Regions from separate parts of the Mus musculus genome. Here regions 1, 3 and 4 are each linked to region 2. The links are chromatin contacts, called in public HiChIP or PLAC-seq and promoter capture Hi-C maps. All regions are on one chromosome and are shown on one strand. The core of a region is the stretch at or near the end of the contact, and the rest is flanking DNA. Distances in the headings are between cores, read along the strand shown.

Region 1 (3,742 bases), core at 562-3,061, 340 kb after region 2:
GACACTATGCCTTTCTAGTTTATAGATACAACATTCTAGTTTGTCATTACTCTTTAGACTCTGTCGCATTCTCCCATGCAGCTTTTGAAAGACTAGATGAACAAATACATTGATTATATTTTTATGACTTCTGATTTTGTTCCTCGCTTAGCACAACTTCTTCACCGCAAAGGATAAGTTCTTGTGATTTAAAATATTTTATGCTTAAATCACTAATCCACTAAGCACTGATTTTAGTGGGGAAAGAAATATTTACTTTTAACGTTATAGGCATTTTTTTTTCTAAAACGAGTGAGCATTTGCTTCTATAATTTAAAAAGTCCAGTAAATCAAAAAAGACAAGGAGGCATTATGGCCCACAGGATGAAGCCTGGAGGCAGAAAGGGCAGACTGCTTTAATAGAGGTGTTTAGTCAGTACGTTGGCCACCTGTAATTAATCAGGTCCAGTACTAGGTCCTGATGACATAATAAAAGCGCAGATTCAAGAACTGGTGATGGCAATTAGGAGGAGCAGCATTGATGGAGGTGTTTCAGACCGCAGAACAATCACCATGGCAACGAGAGCCTGCACCATCACTATGGAGTTACAGCGCTTGAAATTATGGCTGGCGAAAGAGTGTGACATTGTTGGTGAGGTTTTGAAAAAGGTGCACAGGCATGTTATAGATGTTTCAAAACCAGGCTTTTTATTTGCCAGACTGTGGCTTATCGTCTCCCTTTCCCTTAGTGTTCTCTTTTGGGGAAACTAGAGACAAACTACTTAAAAAACAATGCAGATTATAAACAAGACCTAGCTTGAGAAAGTCATTGTGGCTCATGACTGTCCCAGTGAGGGAACAACAAGCAGCTTTTGACTCAAAGAATTACTGTGTCATAGAACATACATGACATATGCAGTGAGTGTCCTTGTGCCTTGAAGTTCTGATCTTGCTGCTCATTGGAGAGCCTGTTTTTGTCCGTAGCCTATAGACCAGGCTGGCCTTGAACACAGAGATCTGCCTGCTTCTGCTTCTCAGAAGATGGGATTAAAAAGATGTACCACCACCTTTCTTCTTACAGCAGCCACAAGATTTCTGCCCAGCATTTAAAGCCAAGAAGAAACTGACACACTTGCATTTAGGGCTTGGTTTCAATGGTAAAATTTGAACAGGTTTTGAATTAGCAGGAGGGTCCAGCATCTTGACATTGCAAAAACATGTTGCCATCTGCAGATTTCTTGGGTCACATTGACAGTTTCCCCAGGTCACAAACAGCCCCTGGGCCCCAGGTGGGACATGCATACTGCTTATTTTGTTATGTGGCAGATTTCATTTTTTATGAATACAAGTGAGGTCACACTTTTGTGGCCCCCTTCCATCTTCTCTTCCTTCACTGGAAACCTCACTTTGGGGGACACTAGGGGCTTGAGCAACTCCAGGGCAGGGTTCATAGAGGCCCCGTCAGTCAAAGACAATCCTTAAACTTCTGCCACCATGTTCTGGGTCCTGCTCCCTCCTGTCCCTGTGCCCTCTGTCCCTGCCATTGCTGCCACTATTCCTATACCGTTCAGCTGCCACTTCAGCCTAACAACTATTGCCGCTTCTCTCTTGTAAGCCCGACCTTGGACTCTGCCCTGATTCCCCAGCACAAATCAAGACTGGTCCATCACATTGAGAGATTTAGCTGTTCCTAAATCTCATGGACCTGAGGTGGAAGAAGGCCAGCGCATGAAGGTTTTTGGTTTTCTTTTCACTATGCCTCTCCATCCACAGATGTCACTAAACCCATAACCTTCTAACTTAGTACAACACAGCTGCTGCAAAGGCACACTTCCTGTATTCTTTAAAAGTTTCCATTCTGATTAGGAAACAGTCAAGCGCATCACTTCTCTGAGGGAGAACCTTCCTTCTTCATTTTGGAGTTAACTATTAAGATACGTGAATTTTAAAGATCTGGTATATATAAGGGCGGCTGAAGACAGCATCCGCTGCCCTGACTACAGCGCACCACACCATCTCATCTTGCATCAGAGGAGTCTGTGAGAAGCATGCCTGACCATCTCTAGTAGGCTTCACAGTAGAACATAGGAGATCCTGTGTGGACTCTAGAGCAAGCCAGCTTGGGCCAAAGCACAGCCCTATCAGTTCCTAGCTGTGCACTGGTGGGGAAGCGTCTTAATCCCCCGTGACTGCTTAGCAGTCCCTGTGAACTAGGAACAATGATAGCATAACCTGCTCCACTGGGCTGTGGGGAGAGCCGATCAATCACTACCAAACCCACACAGCTGATTTTCTATATCTGGGGGGAGGGGGCCCTCATTCCACAGATTCTACCAACTTGACACTTTAAAAAGTAGGAATAAATTGGCTTCTTTCTTATTTATATCTCAGTTGTTCATTTCTCTTACTCTTTGGTCAGTGAAGACACTGTATTGAGGAAGAGTGAATCAGGCTGTGAGCGTCCTTACCTCCTCCTAGGCTTGAAAGGAAACGTTCTCCCTTCCCCAACTCAGTACCCCACTGGCTGTAGGTTTGTTTTACATAACCGTTCTTCTGGTGAAGTAGGCTTCTTCTGTTCTTAGTTTCTTCAAGGCTTTTATCATAAAGGCATGTTAAAATTTATTGAAGTTCTTTTCTGTATCAATTGAACTAAATATATAATTTCTATCCCTAAGACTGTTTATGTGCTGTCTTAAATTTATTGTTTGCTTGTGATAAGCCAATCCATGTATGCTTGATCATGGTGTATAATATTAGAGAAAAAAATATACATATATGTATATAAATATATACACATATGTGTATGTGTATCTAATTTTATTTAACATTTGAGAACATAATATATGCATACAATGTAGTTTAATGATATTTACCCCACTCCTCTCCTAACCTCTCTCAGATTCACCCTGCCCTTTCAAATTCTCTCTCTCTCTCTCTCTCTCTCTCCCTCTCTCTCTCTCTCCCTCTCTCATAATGCACTAAGTCCAACCTGTGTTGCCTAAATACTCATGGGTGTGGGACGAGCCACTGGAATGTGGTTGACTTACCAGGGCCACTGTCTTAAAGAAAACTGACTCTCCTTCCCCCAAAGCCAACAGTCAGTAGCTCCTCAGTTGGGTAGAGGCCAAGGAGCCCCTCCTCACTGCATGCCCGAATGCTGACTGGCTTGATCGCATGCTGGCACTCACAGCTGCTGTTGAGTTTGTGAGTCCAGAAGACATCCTTTTGCTCCCATCCTTCCTCACCTCTCACTCTTACAATCCTTTTTCTCCTCTTCCACAGTGTCCTTGATTCTGGGATGAGGTGGTGTGGCAGAGATGTCCCATCTGTAGCTGAGCACACCACCTCAGCTGAGGACACCACAGACAGTTACTCTCTGCACTTTGACCAGTCATGCGTTTCTCAGTTGGTTTACTTCACAAAGATACTTCTCTGATGATGTCTGAGAGCTGCACTATGCTTTTGGTTTAGAAATATAAATTTAAGGGGCTTAGTGATTAAGAGCACTGACAGCTCTTCCAGAGGTCCTGAGTTCAAATCCCAGCAACCACATGGTGGCTCACAATCATCTGAAATGGGATCCAATGCCCTATTCTGCTGTGTCTGAAGACAGTGTACTCACATACATAAATAAAAGTTTTTTAAAAAGAAATATAAATTTAAGGGTCAATTTGATATTGTTTCCATTTAGCAAAAAAAAGTAGTAGGTTCACCCCGGGGGCTAGTATAATATTGTAATGTGTTCTTGAATTTGATTTGCAAG
Region 2 (3,378 bases), core at 800-3,299:
AGCCCTGCTGAGAGAGTATCCAAGTGTTGTCAGCCGGACTTTCTAAAATACCTCGCTACTCCATCACTCCTGAAAGGGAAGTCTGCCGGTTTTACAAATACTACAAATCTTTACATAGCCTGACCGAGTTAACTCAGGAAGAGAGTGACTATTCCCACAACAAAGTCCTGTATTTGTACTAAACCAGTAGCTCACAGAAGCCTCTGTAAATTGGAAATAAGGTCCACATACTATGAACTGAAAGATAAACTCCTTTTAGAAGAAAACAAGCCAACCTCAGAGCTGATGCTTAGCTCGGAGCTGTTTTTATGCTGGAAGGTCCCCAAGAGGATGTGTTTTGCCTGCGGAGGAGGGGACTCGAGTGGCAGTTGATGGGGGAGTCATTTTGGTTATTAGTAAATAAATCAAGCAGCAGAGAACAGGGCCTAGGCAACTAGGGCAGTCCAGGCCTAGTTCTCTCCTTGTCTTCCCAGCACAGACTGGGTTTGATCTCAGAGTCCTGTGGATTGCCAAGGAGGAGGAGAAGGAAAAAAAAAAAAAAAGAATCATATCGAACCACAAAAGCACATGGGGCGAATGTAAAATATAAACACGGCGTTGGGCTGTGAGTGGCTGTTATTAAAGGTCTGAATTACTAAACATGAGAGGCGGGGAAAGCCAGGCGGCCATTTCAAGAATATAAACCTCCCTGAATTAGACATTATTCAAATGAGAAGCAAGTAGAGAAGACCCAGCACGCAGCTAGAAAGCACTACCACACACAGTCAGGGAGGGGGATCTCCGTGTCTAGCCACCACCCCCGCTCCCCGCAGTACAGGAGAAATCTAGAATATGATCAACTTGTCAGGCCAGCCCTTTGAGGGCAGGAGGGCAATCCTTTACGGTCCAGTTCTCGGGTGACCTCCGAGAGCTCCGAGGCCTCAGAGCGAGAGGGTCCCCAAGGCTACCAGCGCGTGGGGGGGGGGGGATGTGCGCGGAGGAGCTACCAGACCCCGCGAGCACCTCCAACCCAACTGTCCCGCGCGACCCACAGCAGCGCGGACCTCTGGGTGAGGGCCCGGGACACACGGACAACCGAAGCCATTTCCACGGAGGGGAACTTCCCCGAGGGTTCCTCCCACCTAGCCCAGCCTCCAAAGGGTCCGGGGGACCCCAGAGCGAGCTCACAACCCGAAGGCCAGCTCACAGGGCCCACGCCACGCTGCCCCTAACCAGAGACACGGACTGGCTGGGGTCAGGCCGCTGCCCCGGGCACGAGCAGGGCGCGGCTGAGGGGCCCCGGGCCGTGACCCCCGGGCTCGGCCCCACGCGGACCCCCCGCACGGCCGGGGGCAGGGCACCACTCCCCGGTGCGTCCCGCAGCGAGCAGCGTTCCCCAGCCCGAGCCCGCGCCGGCTCCCAATCCTGGGGGGGCGCCGCGCGGGTGTCCGGCCACCGGGGTCCGCTCGGGCCCCGCCGCCCACCGGCATTGTGCTCGCCGCCACCTCTGGCCCCTCCACGCCCCCCCACCGCCCGTCCAGGTCTCCCGCCCGCACCCCGCCGCGCCCCGCCAGCCCAGCAGCTATGAATATGTAAAATGTCTTTATTGTCCTCTCCCGGTGCCCCGGCCCCGCCGCCTGCCGTGGACCCGCTTAGATTCGGGCACCGTGCGAGGAGGCGGCGGCGGCCGGCGGAGGAGGAGGGCCGGTGCCGGCGGGCGGGCCGGCGCGGCAGCCGCGGGGTGGGCCGGGGGCAGGAGGAGCGCGGTGGCTCACAGCCCCCTTTGCCCCGGGTCTTCTTCCCCCTCCGCCCGGCCGCTCCGAGCTCCTTTTCCCCCTCCGCTCGGCGCCCAGAGGGGGCTGTGTTCCCCGGCCCCCCATCTCCTCGCCGTTAATTATAATAATCCTGAGTACTAATAAATTATGCTAAGTCGCGGGGGGGGCAGCGGGAGCCCGGCTCGAGTATGAATATGAATATGTAAAATGCTGTAATGATTACCTGCTGCTGCTGCCGCCGCGGCTGAACTCTCATCTTGACTCGCTGCTCCTCCGTCCGCCATTTTGAATATTTTAACCAAAATCGCCCGGTCGATAAACCCTCCCTCGCTCCCGCTCCCCTCCCCCTCCCGCCCTGCTCGCCGCCTCCCTCCTCTCCGCACCCTCCCGTTCCTTCCTCTCCCGAGGCGCGCGCCAGGGGGCGCCCGAGGCCGGCGCTGCTCTCCGCCGGCCCCCTTGGAAGAGCTCCACCCCCCTGCGCGCGCGGTGCGCACGCGCGTCCAGGCTGCAGGGACCCCGCCCCCTCAGGCTTCTAAAGTGCCCCCTAACCTGCCAATCATCTCTTCCTTGTTTTGTTTTTTTTTCTTTCCCCCTCCCGTCCGCGCCGCTGTGCGCACGCGCAGTTTTCTCCACGCGCCGGAGAGGTAGGAAGCGCATGCGCGTCTCTTCGCCCCCTCCCTCCCCCCGGGAGCGCGGCTTCACCCCAAAGTGTAGTATGTCAAGTGCTTGTTTACGTCTCGGGATGGGCTTCCCGTCTTCCGTGTTAGTCCCCTCCCGGATAAGTTCGGGGTTTCCACGGCGGTACTGTAAAAGGGCAACATGCCCGGCGTCTCGCCGCGAGGACACGCGTGAGGGACTAGCGAGCGCTCCACGGCCGCGCACTTTTTCAGGACTCCCTCGCAGTTGACTGCGACAATGGAGGGGACCGCTCCCCGCCGAGGTAATTTCCGGCCCTGTGTGCAGGTGGGGGCGGAAACGCCCTCGGCGGGCAACGGGCACGAGGCACCTGCTGGGCCACGCGCGGACGTCCCGCTTTAAATTTGAATCCGAGCTAATCCCCGCCCCGCGCCTCAGCCCACGCCGCAGATTCGGGGCGGGGCCGGCGGGCGGACTCCTGGGGGCGTGTCCTGGCGGCTCTAATTAGCCAGGCAAAGAGTCGCCTCCACTTGTCGCGCGTGCCCGGCCCAGCCTCTGTGGGAGCGGCCGTCCGAGTCGCCCGGACGCCCTTGCACGCGCCCACCCGTGCGAAACAAACAGACCCCATCTGCGTAGGGATTCTTTTTTCTTTTTTTTTTTTTTTCTTCTGGAGCACCTTTTAAAGGCTAATTGTAAACTGACCTGATTAAAACCATGCAAGTTGGCAATAGCGCCAACGGTTACGAATTCTCTTTGCTCTGTCGTTCAGTAAATACGATCGCGGGGGGCGGGGGGTGGGGGTGGTGATATTCCTCTTGTGACCATCTTCCTAAGTAATTAGCCAAAATATTGCCCAGATTGCTCCTTTATTGCAAAAAAAAAAAAAAAAAAAAAAAAAAAAAAAGGCCTGGATGAAGACCCAAATCTATTTTACTAATTCTTGACAAGTCCCAAGATTTTCCTAAAAAAATTTCTAAGGATAAAAACA
Region 3 (3,772 bases), core at 333-2,832, 410 kb before region 2:
TCAGCCAAGAGCCTGGGATGTGATGTCTCAGGCGCTGTGTGACTCGATCTACCACATGACCTCCTGCCAGAGGTCATATTCCTTCGGGGGACATGAGCTCTGTTTAGTGTTTCTGGGAGAAGAGGAAGTGCGGTGCCTAGCAGCTGCTAATAACTGCGTGCTGAATGGATTCTCTGCATTCTTGGGACCAAGATCCTCCAAGCAAGTTTTCAGGACAACTCTCCCTCTGCCAGTACAAAGTCCTTGAAGTAAAGTTTACCAGGAAGAGACCAGGGACATCCAGACACATCATAAACAATCCTCCGGGACCCTGTTGTGCCAATAAAGCTGACGTCAGAGGCTCCTAAAATGGTCCATACCCTTACGGATCTGCTGAACATTCCAGAAGTGTGTCTACAGAATGAATGCAAATTTTATTTCATCTAGTTAAAAGAAATGTTGTGGGGCTGGAGAGATGGCTCAGCAGTTAAGAACACATACTGCCCTTGCATGTGACTGGAGTTAAGTCCTCAGCACCTATGTCATGACCTCACACCCAACCCGTGTAACCCAGCGCCCAGGGAGATCTGAGGTGGCCTCTTGCACCTGAACTCATATGCACACATACCAAGCCCCAACATGCACATAATTTAAAAATTAATAAACGTTAATGCTGGGCAGTGATGGTGCACACCTCTAATCCCAGCACTGTGCCTAGCTGCGCCTTCACGTGAACCTCCATACAAAGTAGAAACTTCCCTGGCGAGGACTGAGAGATGGAGTTCTGCAATGTATATGTATTCAAAAGGTCTGAGGAGGGAGAAGCAGGCTGACCTTTAAGTTCAAAGCCAGCCTAGTCTACAGAATGAATTCTAAGACAGCCAGGACTACACAGAGAAACCCTGTCTGGGAGGGGGTGAGGGTGGGTGGGTGGGGAGGGGAATCAATAAGAGTTTAAAAGAGAAATGAAGAAAAAAATTAATTAAAAAAAAAACCACTTCAAAGGCTGGTGATAAAGGTTCTTGTCACCATGCCTAAGTGGAACTAAAACTCAATCCCTGGAGGCCACCTGGTGGATTGGGAGACTGGCGAAGGTTGTCCTCTGACCTCCGTCTGTGCGCTGATGCACACACATGCATGTGCACGAACACACAATAAAATGTAAAGATTTAATTTTTTTAAATCTAAGACAGAGAAAGAAGCTAGAATACAGTTCATATTCAAAGTTTAGTCGCCTCAGAGAAAAACCTCTAGCCAAAAGCTGGCTTCTCTTTAGCTTTATGCCCCACACCCAAGCAGAGCTGCAGTTCAAATGCCGATGTTGGACATCAGTTAGTCCCCCACAGTGTGGCAGCTACGCGGCTCCGTGAGACTATTAATAACTATGTTCAACTTCTTGTCTCAGATGTTAGTGAGACTTTTAAAAAAAAATACACAAAACAAAACAAAAAGCCCAACCTGCCCTAAAATGCTGGCACACCAAAGGCCACACCAGAAAGCCCACAGCAAAGAAACGGATGCCAGAGCCAAGAAAGGACAATGAGGTTTCACATCCTGTCTGCAGGAGGAAATGGAAGCTGGAAGTGCAGGTCCTTGGGGACCCCTTTGAGCCTGAGTGGTTTGTGTTTCCCTGCTGGTAAACACAGTGCAGTCTCCTGTGGATCCACAAGCTAGCTCCCTCCCTCTCGTTTCTACTCCCAAATGTTTTTCTTCCAACCCACACAGCCAAGCTTTCCGGTCAGCTCCTGAAGGGAAGGATGTGGGACCTCAGCACCCACCCACCCCCAACGCCCCCTGCGGACACTCTCAGATGTCCAAGGGCCAGGAGGGCTGGTGTGAGCACGCATGGGCTGTGATTCCTCTGACTGAAAACTGTTTATATTCGGTAGGGCTTTTGTTTCTTTAGTAGTTCATAAGGACAAATAATTACAGAATTACTAGTAAGATAAACAGCCTAAAATGTCTGCATGTTTAGAAATGGCTTAAAATACCATGGTGCATCTATAGCAGCACAGCCCCGTCTGTAGGTGTGGGTGACTGGTGGCCTGCTGGCCTGGACACTTCCCTGGCACAATGCTCAAGGACAACAGAGGCAAACGCAAAAGCCTTGTGATACTATTGTTTTTCCCCTTGGTTTTCCCATATCCCCTTCCCCAAAAATCTTTACTAGGACCGTGTTTGTTTCCTGATTTGAAGAAACCACTTGTAAAAATGCCATTTTCACAACAGGAAATTTGACTACACACTGAGAAATAGATAAAAACAAAACAAAACAAAACAAAACAAAACAAGACTTTGGCTCTCAGAATACATTTTTCAACGTGTTTATGTTAGGCCGGTGAGATGGCTCCGGAGGAAGAGGGCTTTATGAACCTGACATGTTTCTTCTGCAGGACTTCCACGGTCAGAGGATAAAACCAACTTGACCAGGTAATCCTTCACCATCCACACTTGCACGGTGCATGTGCGCCTACATACAGAAACGTTTTAATTCAACATGACAAGGGTTAGGGTTAGGGTGATATAGGGTTAGTGTTGTTATATACGTGAGTATCCAGACTTTAATCTTTTAGGTGCATATGCTCTCACAGACTCTCCTTCCCCCAATGTCTGTATTTTAATGTTTAGATTTAGTGGCTTCTTTTGCCTGCATGCATGCATGCATGTGTATATGCATATATGCACACATGTGTGCATGTGTACCATGTGTGTGCCTGCCATCCTTAAGAGTTCTGAGCTTATTTGGGGTTTGCTTTTTATTTTTTTGAGACAGTGTTTCACATAGTCCAGTTCTGATTCCCCTTGCCTCAGCCTCTCCAGTGTTGGGAGGACAAGTGTGCTCTACCACACCCGGGGTCTATGGATGTTTTATCAATGTTCAGATTTGTTCTTTTCAGGACAGCAGAGTCTTGAGTCTACAGGACACAGGTGCAGGAGGCCACTCCCATGTAAATGCTCAGTTAAGTCAAGTGGCTTTTCTACCAGTGCCCCAGTACCAGGCTCCTCCTCCACAAGGGCTCACCTTCCTCGAGCAGGGCAGCATCCAGCTGGCACCGAGGTCACCCCACTGCCTTCAGAACGAACCCCAGAGGTTTCCTCTTAGCCCAGCTCAGCTCACTGGGCCCAGGCCTCCGCGAGAGGCTACAGACGGGGTTGGCACGTTTCCTGAGAAGCCAGAGCCCTTGAAGCAGGAGGAAGGCCAGCAACACCCAGTTTTCTCTTGAGAGAAGCAGATGATAAAACCCCTAAGGGCTCCATCCCTCCCATCCGGAGTCTTAAGTGATGAAAGGCAGGGGCACCCTTTGTATCCTTGGTGACCAGCAACACACACACACATCACTAGAAAGCATCAACTCTTGTATGGCCGCTGGTATCATTTGTGGTGCAGCCCTTGACAGACCAAGTCATGTAGTCTTTGGCTTTGTCTACCTTTATCACGCAGTCTTTCAAATCGAAACTAAGACCCCCCCCCAACAGCCATGTTTCTATCACCTACCCTCCCATCCCCCCATGCCCCACTCGCAGATCCTGGAGACAGAACTGCTGCCAGCACGTGGGACACTGATCAGAATAAAGAAACGAGGGTTTTTTTCCCCCTTTAGACTAAATAGTCCCAGCTCGCTCTCTGTTCCTAAATGCTAAGTGACAATGGTTGGACAAAATATATAATCTAAGACTGAACATTTTTCTAAAGAGAGGTAGGTATAAGGCTAGCAGAGCTGGTACTAGCTCAGTGTGCTACAAGAGAGGAAGAGGAAGAAAGGCAGGCGCAGGGCGTGTGCCAATCTTTGGA
Region 4 (3,822 bases), core at 1,023-3,522, 410 kb after region 2:
TAGACAGGACTGACTCCTGCCTGAGTCAGAACTGAGAACATAGTGCACAAAGAACATGAACAGATAAATGCAACCGCTCCAGACCAGTGAGCCCAGAGTCCCGCAATTATTTATGATGCCACTATGAAACCTAACTCAGAAAGATGCTCCACTGGCGGGGCTGCAGCTCAGGAAGCCAATATGTAAGGATTTTCAGAGTAAAGCAGACAACTCTTGGGTACCTGAAGTTCCCTTCTGTAGGAGGAGTGGACCAGATAATTTGGAAGAAGGGTCTTTCTGGTTCTTTGCCTACAGCTCTGTGTTCTATGATGAAGGGCTTCCCGCTCATGGGACACCAAGGATATTTTGTACTGATGCTACTGATAAATGTTTATAGACAACGAAAAACTAAGCAATGCCAATTTATTGTTCATATTCAATTTCCATGTCTCTAGTAACACTGTAAATAAATGTGTGTGTTAAATACGGTTGCACCTGTACCTGTGTAATCTGTGGAGCCTGGCACTTCCACTCACACCTAGGAGACATACACCTCTCATGCCAGCTCTATGACCCAAGTCTTCCATGAATTTGGTGCCTGTAATACGTATGGTGCTATTGTCAGGCACAGGGGAAACAGGTACTGAAAGAGTGACAAGTTTCTGAGACCTGTAATCAGCCTTGCTGCCGGAAGTCCTGTCCTCTAACCACCTCCTCCATTATTTGTCTTCTGAAGCCACCAGGCTGTTTTCTCAGGAATGTAAACACAGGAGACTGGGCTATTCTTACTTCCATGTCTGCTCCGGGAGGAAGACCCCCAAAGCAAGCCTGGCTCTCAGGCTGGACTGCTCACACTTTACTTACCCATGCGCCTTCTGAGCAGATTTGTACTTTCTGCATATCTATGGGGCCATCCTCCAACTCTTGGATCTCAACCTCTTCCTCCTTTTGCTCTTCTTTCAGGGTCAAATTCAGAGGGTAGGCCCGGGACTCCATTTCTGCATTCAAGAGTTAGCAGACAATCAGGTGTCAGTGGGAACTAGTCTGTGAGAGGGCGGCTCAGGCACACACACACACACACACACAAACCTGTTTAGGTCAAAGCACTGTCTGCTTCCAGCTGGAAGGAAGGGGTTCAGAAAGGTGGCTGGCTTATTTAATTATTACAGAGGCTGAGGGCAGATAATTTATCTGGCTAACTTCAAATATTTAAAGAGCCCCCTGTGGCACGGAGACCAGAGTAGTTTTCACAGAGCCTCTGTGCAGAAGGGCAGAACTTAGAACAGTGGGTAAATATCCCGGGAAGAGGTTTCAAACAGCTCAGTGATGGGCAGAAGTTCCCACTGCCAGGACTGTTTGAGCACGGAATCAGGACCAGAGGAGGGCGGTGCTGATTTGCTACCACATCAAAGTATCTCAGCCTAGATAGGAAATTTAAATAGTTAGCCCAAAATAGTTATCACCTGGGTTTTCCAGATTCATAGGCGCTGTCCACAAGCTACTTCAGAAACTTAACAGTTTTTCTGCCTCAAAGGACCTCCCAAAGCCAAGTCCATGATGCAGAGAGGGGCGTGCCTGGGTGGCAGAGGCCAACCCAAACCTGGCTGGACTTCTCCTCGCCTCTGGGTCGCAAATCCTCTCTATTCGAAGCCTCCTCAGGCTGGTACAAAGAGGTTCCCCAGAAGAGACTGCGGGCAGCTGCTGGGTATGCAGAGAGTGTGCATCTGTGAGCTCCATTTCCCGGGACTTCCCAAGCAAGGATCTTCCCGGAGTTCAGAGTCAGCTTCTTCAATGTTTCTGGGGTGGGTGGAGGCATGGGGAGGTAGGAACACTCGTGAGGTCACAGGAGTCCCGGGACCTGAACTTGGCCGCGGCCTGTGCCCAGCTGCGGGGCGGGTGGTGGGAGGGGCCGGCACGAAGGTGCTCGCCGCCGCCCTTGCCCGCTCCAGCCATCTTGTCCAACCCTCTCCCGCCACCCCCGCCCACCACTAAGGTCCTCGGTCCACCTGCGGGGCGGCGACAGCCCACGCCGCCTACCTCCCCGGCCGGCCCGCAACAAAGGCGGCGGCGGAGGCGACACTGCCACCGGCGGCCCCCGCCCCACCGTGGCCCAGCCTCCTCCGCCGGCCTCGAGGACGAGCCGCCCGGATCCCGCAGCCCGCGCGCACTCACCCCGGCCGAGCGGGCGGCGTCGCCGCAAAGGGCGACGAAGGCTGTGGCCCGGCATTCACCGCGCCATCGTCTCCACCGCTCCCGCCGCCCCAGCGCGGCCCCTCGGGAGGGAGCGAGGACACGTGGTGGGAGGGGAGGGGTGGGCGGAGCCCAGGGTGTTAGGGGCGGGCTAGGGGCGGTGACGTCAGCAGGTCTCGGCGGCGCTTCCGGCGACCTCGGTGCTTCGAGCCGCGTTAGCCCGGTGGCTGGCTCACTTGCGGCCGCCGAGGTGGGCATTTGCTCGGAGGAACACCGCAGCCTTTCCGCTCAGGCATCCAGAAATGCTCTGTGCGCGGAGGGGTGACCGGGCTCATCGTTCTTGTTCTGTCCAGAACGCTGATCCAAGCATACCAAGAAGCGAACTTGAAGATTTTTGTAGTATTGCCCTTTAACTCCCAAGCATGTAGTTTCCTGGGCGTAGTAGGTGTGAAGAAGTTTTTTCGAGTTGTTTGCCCACAGCTCTGTGGAGAATATAGCAACCATGTTCCAGGAGACCTCGAAAATCTTCTTATTTCAGAAAAAGATTCTACAGTCGGAGATCTGTTTGGACCTTGTTTAAACAAACACCACACACACACACACACACACACACACACACACACACACACACACACACACTTCATACTTATTGAAAATACTAAAAGATTGAGTTCAACTTGGGGGTTGGTGATTTATAGCCAAGGAGAGGAAGGGGTGTGGATGTCAAGAGTGTGGATAATTACTAAGAGGAATTATCAAAGATTGAGGGATTCTTGCTAAACCCACTAAACTGGATTCTGGTTGAAAGCAGACCAGGGTGATCAGATAACAAATGTGCTAAACTGACTTAGGATTCTTGCTTAAATAAGGCTGGGCAAGCAGAGGTGGGGGTGGGGAGCACGGCAGCAGAGGCAGCTCAGGAGAGGGTTCAAGAGCCTGTGGTTAAGAAAAGAATCGTTTTTAAAAATCAAAATATTATTTTAAGTAATATGTGCATGGGTATGTGCTTATGCCTGAAGGCTAGAGTCATGGGATACCACTGTGTTGGAGTTACAGGTAGCTGTGAGCTGCCTGATCGGGGTGCTGGAAACTAAGCTCTGATCCTCTTCAAGAGCAGTGCACTTAACACCCGAGCTGCCTTTACAGCCCCCAGGAGAAGCTGTTGTTAAACATTTTACTTTAAACTTATTGCTTCTGTTCACTAATGTGTGTGTAAGCACAAATGCCAAGGCATAGATGAGCTGTGCTTTTTAATACATATAGTACGACACAGAAGACTCACTCTTGAAATGTTGTTATGGCTGACAAGAGCAAAGAGCAATGATGGCTTAATCACTGCACAGAGATTATTGATATATTGAAAGAGAAGGTTAGGATTCCTTTGTTGTTTTAATGGATAGCTCTTTTGATGTATATATTTATTTATTTTTTTAAGAATCAGGAATGGTGGCTTAAATTAATTGATATTCTCATTTTTAACTTTGCTGAGGGAAATGGCAGTTTCCATTGCAAAAGTGAGAAGGTTGTCAGGAAGAGAGCAGAGGGTGCTGGGCCATTGTTGACACCTTCTCTCAAAGGTGAACATGTGTTCCGAAGTAAGAAAAAAAGCAATGCTAAGTTTTAGTCTTTGAGAGTCATACACACACACACACA

Evidence for each region. HiChIP or PLAC-seq counts read pairs in DNA pulled down with a chosen protein or histone mark. Capture Hi-C pulls out chosen DNA fragments and counts their contacts.
Region 1: an H3K27ac HiChIP or PLAC-seq map of microglia shows a contact between it and region 2, with 8 times the contacts expected there. The contact joins the enhancer-like site here to the promoter of Pou2f1 in region 2. A contact is called at or near these places in 2 of 39 promoter capture datasets (hippocampal neurons and second pharyngeal arch cranial neural crest), 2 of 115 datasets of contacts at active chromatin or transcription factors (embryonic stem cells and microglia) and 1 of 9 other capture datasets (pancreatic islet).
Region 3: an H3K4me3 HiChIP or PLAC-seq map of pro-B cells shows a contact between it and region 2, with 2.6 times the contacts expected there. The contact joins the enhancer-like site here to the promoter of Pou2f1 in region 2. A contact is called at or near these places in 2 of 39 promoter capture datasets (liver and pre-B cells), 1 of 115 datasets of contacts at active chromatin or transcription factors (pro-B cells) and 1 of 9 other capture datasets (adipose tissue).
Region 4: a promoter capture Hi-C map of adipose tissue shows a contact between it and region 2. The contact joins the promoter of Pogk here to the promoter of Pou2f1 in region 2. A contact is called at or near these places in 8 of 39 promoter capture datasets (cranial neural crest, hippocampal neurons, liver and 4 more), 3 of 484 Hi-C or Micro-C datasets (embryonic stem cells and muscle stem cells), 2 of 115 datasets of contacts at active chromatin or transcription factors (bone marrow-derived macrophages and memory CD8 T cells) and 1 of 9 other capture datasets (adipose tissue).

The regions. Positions count from the first base shown.
Region 1 is chr1:166,343,985-166,347,726 of GRCm38.p6, forward strand. No RefSeq gene overlaps it. Among named protein-coding and RNA genes, the nearest start is that of Tada1, 33 kb to the right of the region's middle. Within about 2 kb of position 1,812, at least 43 of the 459 cell types and tissues checked have an H3K27ac peak or open chromatin away from gene starts, as enhancers often do. A contact at or near this core is called in hippocampal neurons and microglia, where this site is marked.
Region 2 is chr1:166,000,585-166,003,962 of GRCm38.p6, forward strand. It overlaps Pou2f1 (POU domain, class 2, transcription factor 1), which reads right to left and starts at 2,050. Exons shown (of 16, transcript NM_198932.3): 1 at 1,978-2,050. The coding sequence starts at 2,038.
Region 3 is chr1:165,587,844-165,591,615 of GRCm38.p6, forward strand. No RefSeq gene overlaps it. Among named protein-coding and RNA genes, the nearest start is that of Gm51750, 31 kb to the left of the region's middle. Within about 2 kb of position 1,583, at least 69 of the 459 cell types and tissues checked have an H3K27ac peak or open chromatin away from gene starts, as enhancers often do. A contact at or near this core is called in adipose tissue, liver, pre-B cells and 1 more, where this site is marked.
Region 4 is chr1:166,407,556-166,411,377 of GRCm38.p6, forward strand. It overlaps Pogk (pogo transposable element with KRAB domain), which reads right to left and starts at 2,273. Exons shown (of 6, transcript NM_175170.4): 1 at 2,152-2,273; 2 at 1,443-1,776; 3 at 844-977. The coding sequence starts at 1,461.